Linked DNA regions of Triticum aestivum: region 2 is linked to region 1. A link is a contact called in public Hi-C data. All regions are on one chromosome and are shown on one strand. Each heading gives the region's core, a stretch centred on a gene start, on an enhancer-like site or on the middle of the called end of the contact. The rest is flanking DNA. Distances are from core to core; before and after follow the strand shown. Region 1 has its middle 10 kb from the start of LOC543392. Region 2 has its middle 13 kb from the start of LOC123167114.

Region 1 (2,821 bases), core at 129-2,628:
AAAATGTACTCGTCCCAAGTTATTAAAATACTCACGGATTTAGGGAAAATGTTCATATATTAAATAAGAGTTTAAGTAGTTAGTAAAAAATTCATGTTTAATAAACGTTCATATGTTTAAAAAGAATTAAATATTAATGTATTATGGAAAAAAATCATGCACTACTGCCCCCCCCCCCCCCCCCTAAAAAGGAAAGAAAGTGAAAAAATGACCAATGACCAATAAAGGTAAAAGAAAAAACAAATAAAAATAATGGCAAAATAAAAATTAAAAGGTAAAATGTAAAATAGAAAATAGAAAATGGGCCAGACAAGGACGTCCAGATAGCGACAAAACTACACACTCGCGTATATTAGGAAATATGTTGCTTCCTATTCACGCTCACTACGTCATAATGTCATGGAAACACACAAAAGTGACCGCACTAGGCCAACCCGTGTTGCCTATTTATTTTATGGCATTATTTACTTTCTCCCTTTTAATTTATGAGTTGGTCTCTTTGTTTTAAGTATATAGCAACAGTCCGAAGCTGACTTTACTTGGCAAGAGTCTGAATTCTAATTACCTACGGACACGTGGTTCTGCTTTTATATACAAATAGAAACACAATGATTCCCCTGGCTAGCTAGCTTTGTACGTCCTGCTTTTATATATACAAATAGAAACACAATGATTCCCCTGGCTAGCTAGCTTTGTACGTCGGCTTTGAGCAAGAAGTCGCCTTTGTACGCCCTTGTACCAACACATACCACTATCCCTAGGATACGTAGAAGCATATGGCATATGCACGCTGCATGCGTGTTGTAGCCAATCCATGCGCAGGATCAGTTAATTGGTCTTTGCATGCAATTTTTGATGAAGAAATCTTTGACCTGTGGCTTTGGCGCGCCTTCCCATTATGAGGTCTTTCTTTCTAAATAATCCATCCGAATGATCGGTTAATTGGTCATTGCATGCACTTTATGACGAAGAAGAATTCGAAAAAAATATGATAAAGAAATCTTTAACCTATCTATGGCCGCACCCTCCCATTATGGGGTCTTTCTTTCTAAGAAATCCATCCGAATGATCAGCTAATTGGGCTGTTTAGGGGAGATTTCTTCCTTTTGCATTTCTTAGCGCAAGATCCCCTCTGTATCGGATTCTAATGTGTCCTCTTTTTCATATAGCACAACATCACATCTTTATTGAACCTCTCTTTATTTAAATTTACATCCAATTTCTGACGAGGCTTGCTGACGTCTACTTGCTGATCTATATAAATTGGTAGAATTTTGTTTAAAGCAGCGAGGTGGTACTATTAAATAAAACAAGCGAGGCGTTGCATGTACAGAACGGACAGCTAGCCCAGCTGGTTGTGTCTCCTCAACAGCAAAACCGTGGCGCGAGTTCGATCCCCGTTGCCCTTATTTATTTTTCGCACTCCTGCAAACGGAAGGGCCGGCCCACTATGGAGTGCGGGTTTATTTTTAAAAAACATGGGGGCCTTTTTGCAAAAGCGCCGCGACGGGTGAGCGGGCAGAAGCACTGTTTGCTTTATTATATATATATATAGGGAAAGATTTAGCTTTATGTTTTATTCCTTTTTTCTTGTCTTCGCAGTTTCCTTCTATTCAGTTTAATCTCTCTTTTGTTTTTCCGTTTAATATATTTTTCCATTGTTTGATTTCTCTTCTTAAAATAGAATGTACTAGTTTAATATTAAATGAATGATTTTTCAATTGGATGATTATTTTTTGAAGTCATGAAAACCTTTTGAATAATAGGAACTTTTTTATATGCATGAACAATTTTTAATTGCAAGGGTTTTTTGTGAAAGGGTTGAATATCTTATAAAACTAGATAATGCCCCGTGCGTTGCTGTGATAATCTTGTTACAAGAAATGCTTTATTAGGTGCTACATAAACAATTATAACTAATGAAATTAAAATGTAAAAATATTTCTTGATGTACACTTTGAAAACATTAAAAATTATGAACATGTATAAAAAACAAAACATTTAGTTGCAATTAAGAGAGTGTCATTTATATATACAAAAAAGGTGAAAGATCAACTATATAGATATGCTCCAAGCACCCAATACATAGACCGTGCCCATGACAGCATAAAATTTGGTGCAAAAGAAATTATGTGCCCTGGCATCACTGCATGGATATACAAAAATATAATGTATAACCTACATGCATCGCTTGCTGGCATGGTTGTATGACTAGAAAAAATAGGTAGTGAGTTGTACAAGCAATAGAGAAAAAAGAGCGTTGTTTGTAGAAAAAGTGGAGGATAAACTATAAAGGTATGCTGCAAGTCCCAAACGCATGTACCATGTCTATGAGAACACAAAAATGATGAACTGAACTAATGATGTGGCAGTGTTGTATGGATATGCTAATGTAAAAAAAAAGTCATTTATAACTTGCATGCATGGCATGTTGATATAGCATCATTGTCTAGCTTGGAAAAAAATGATAGCTAATTGTGTCCTAACTAGAAGGATCGGCTAGAGCAAATTGGTCTCGGATTTTACAAGTTTCCGTCCATTATTTTTTTCCATTTTTCCTTCTTTATTTTTCTATTTTTTCTGCCGCTTTAAATAGTTTTCTTCCTCTGTTTTTCTATTCTATTTTCAATTTTTATCTTGTTCACTTCTTAAAAATCTCCTTTTTATTTCCTATAAAAATGATTTATGAAATGTAGACCATTTCCTTTAAAATCCTTTAAAATTTATATTGAATATTTTTCAAATTTTTTAAATTATTTTGATAATTGCGGGCATTAGATTTTTTAAAATGTTCAAAATTCATGAACTTTTTCATATGTAG
Region 2 (2,821 bases), core at 111-2,610, 370 kb after region 1:
ATAGTACAAAATACCCTTTACATAAAATATGTAAAAAAATGTTAACCAAGCATATGAAAAATATTAAATGTGTATAAATAAAATAATCATGTATACAAAAAATACAATGTGCCTGGAAAAATTTGATCATGTATTTAAAATTTTTAATTAAGCATTTTTAAAAATGTTAAACAAGTATTTTAAAATTTTAATCAATCATTTGAAAAGTGTTGACCATGTGTTAAAAAAGTGTTAATCAAGCATTTGAAACCATTAATGTGTATATAAAACAAAGTTGACCAAAAATGCCAATACTTTATTTAAAAAATATTTATAAAAAACATGTTGACTAGGTATTAAAAAATATTAAAATTTTATTTAAATAATAATAAATGTGTATAACAATAATCTTTCTCATGTTTATGAAAACAATATACCAAACATACACGATGTATCATGTGTGTGAAAAAACTGATCCTGTATTTAGAAAATATTAATCAAGCATTTAAAAAAATATAAAAAAAGTATTTGAAAAATGTTATCCATGCATTTTAAAATTATTAAATGTGTATTGAATAAATTTTGACCATGTATTAAAAAAATCATACATTTGGAAATATTAAGACAATACAGCAAGAAAAAAAAAATTGAAATAAACCAATGCAAAAGAATTAAATGTGTGAAACCCGCGAACAAAACAAAGAAAACCAAGAATAGAAACAGAAAAATGAAAAATGAAAGGAAACAGAGAAAACAGAATAGAAAAGCAAAAAAACTGTGAAACAGAGAAAGAAACCAAAAATGAAGAAAAGTGAAAGAATTTCAAATCCAATAAAAATAGTGAAGCTGAAGAGAAGTTGGTGAAAAGTTGAAGAAAACAGGCGAAGAAACAAAGAAATCAGAAAGTAAAATAAAGGAGAAACTAAAGCAGAAAACTGACCAAAACCCACTATATGGAACAATGAGTGATTGATCTGGGCGTGACAGGAAGCTATGAAGCCTTTTTTTGGAAGGAGTGATGCAAGCGAACAGCTCCTAATTAGCGGGTTTTGCGCCAGTTAACGAGCTGGCGCTTGCACCGTCGCTGGCATGGGCTGTCGCATGAGCGCGCTTGGTCACTAAAAAAACAAAAAACAAAATGGTCGCTACTTCTAAAGGATGGCAAAAAAATCAAAAAAGTCATGCATTTGTTTTTTTCATTTTAGGATTTTAGAAAAAAGAGGTTTCCTAACGACATAAAAAAGTTCACGGCTTCACAAAAAGTTCTTCAACTTTGAAAGAAAATAAGCCCGACTGGGAAGAAAAGACCTCTCCAGTTACAACCTAGATGGGCTGGCCCATGTAAGAGCACCTTCAGCGCCAATTAACAAAATGCACGTTAATCCGCGCTCAACGCGTCGAATAGGAAATGCCGATGAAAGCGACCTCAGCAGCGGGCGAGCAAGATGATCTAATGGGCTGGCGCCCCATGAAAGATACAGCTCTCGTGCTCCTAAGTAGTGCTTAACGGGCCCAAATCGCCAAATGGTGGCCGAGGCCCAAAAACCATCGTTGGCTAGTGGGATTCCATCGCTAGGTCATAGTTGGGTAATATCATAAGCCACTCAACAAAAGAAGTTGTGGAATATCATATTTGACGCATTCTGCGTCAAACTGTCGAGCTTCAGTATAGGCTAGCAAATTGAGCTAGGCGGACCCGTTAACGGGTTGCAGTGTTTTCGGTTTTAGGAACCTTCCAGAGATTTCGAATTGGTTTTTATCGGTTTTGTTACTATTTAATTTTTCCTGTTTATTTTTTGACTTTTCTTTTTCTTTTTTTTATAACTTTTTTCTTTCCTTTTTTGTGTTTTTTCTTTTTCCTATTTTGTTTATTCTAATATTTGAAATATTGTTCAAAAATTCAAAATATGTTCCCATTTTAATATTTTGTTCAGAATTTCAAAAAATGTTTTGGAAAAATCTCCAGACATTTCAAAAAGAATTCTTGTTTCCAATTTTGTTCACAATTTGAGTAAAAAATTGTGTTCCAAAAAAATACAGGAATTTTAAAGAATGCTCCATTTTTAAAAAAATTGAAATTTCAGAAAATATTCATAAATTTTAAAAAACTGTTCTAGGGCAGCTCGCGAGAACAAGGAATGTGAAGAAAATTACTACCGTCATATGCGAGAAGCAGGAATCAAACTCCGCTCGGTAACACCAACAACCACTAGACCAAGGTCCCATTCTCGACTACAATCACGAAAAAGCATAATTTAAGCTTCTTCTAGTACAACATTAAAATATAATTTATACCTAGTATAAATTATTTGGAAAATTATGAAAAAGTAAAAAAGGAAAGTATCCATGAACACAAAAATATACAAGGATTTTTAAAGAAGTTCAAATATTAAAAAATCTTGACGGTATGAAAAAAATATTATCGATTTTTTAAAACTTCATCCATCTTGAAAACAATTATAGAAAACTTAACAAAACTTGAAAAAAGTTCATAAATTTTCGAAAAACACATAAATTTCAAAAAGTTCACATAATTTGATAATCCTTTTTGGAAAAAGTTCATCAATTTCGTAAAAAGTTCATCTATTTTGAAAATAGTTCACTGAATTTGGAAAAAAATCATCAAATTTGGAAAAAATTTACTGATTTAGAAAAAAACAAGTTCATAAAACTGGAAAAAATGTTCAGCGAATTTGAGAAAATATGAGAAAAAATGTTCACCGAATTTGAAAAACGTTTCTCAAATTTGAAAAAAGTTCATCAAATTTGGAAAATATCATCAATCTTTAAAAAATGTTCATCGAATTTGAAAGAAATCCGCATGTTTAAGAAAACAAAAATA

Evidence for each region. A called contact is a pair of places that touch in the nucleus more often than the background predicts.
Region 2: a Hi-C map of leaf shows a contact between it and region 1, with 6 times the contacts expected there. The contact joins two enhancer-like sites. A contact is called at or near these places in 3 of 5 Hi-C or Micro-C datasets (leaf and an unstated tissue) and 1 of 1 datasets of contacts at active chromatin or transcription factors (leaf).

What each region holds. Positions count from the first base shown.
Region 1 is chr7D:70,111,508-70,114,328 of IWGSC CS RefSeq v2.1, forward strand. No RefSeq gene overlaps it. Among protein-coding and RNA genes, the nearest start is that of LOC543392, 10 kb to the right of the region's middle. Within about 2 kb of position 1,379, at least 7 of the 8 cell types and tissues checked have an H3K27ac peak or open chromatin away from gene starts, as enhancers often do.
Region 2 is chr7D:70,477,096-70,479,916 of IWGSC CS RefSeq v2.1, forward strand. No RefSeq gene overlaps it. Among protein-coding and RNA genes, the nearest start is that of LOC123167114, 13 kb to the right of the region's middle. Within about 2 kb of position 1,361, at least 3 of the 8 cell types and tissues checked have an H3K27ac peak or open chromatin away from gene starts, as enhancers often do.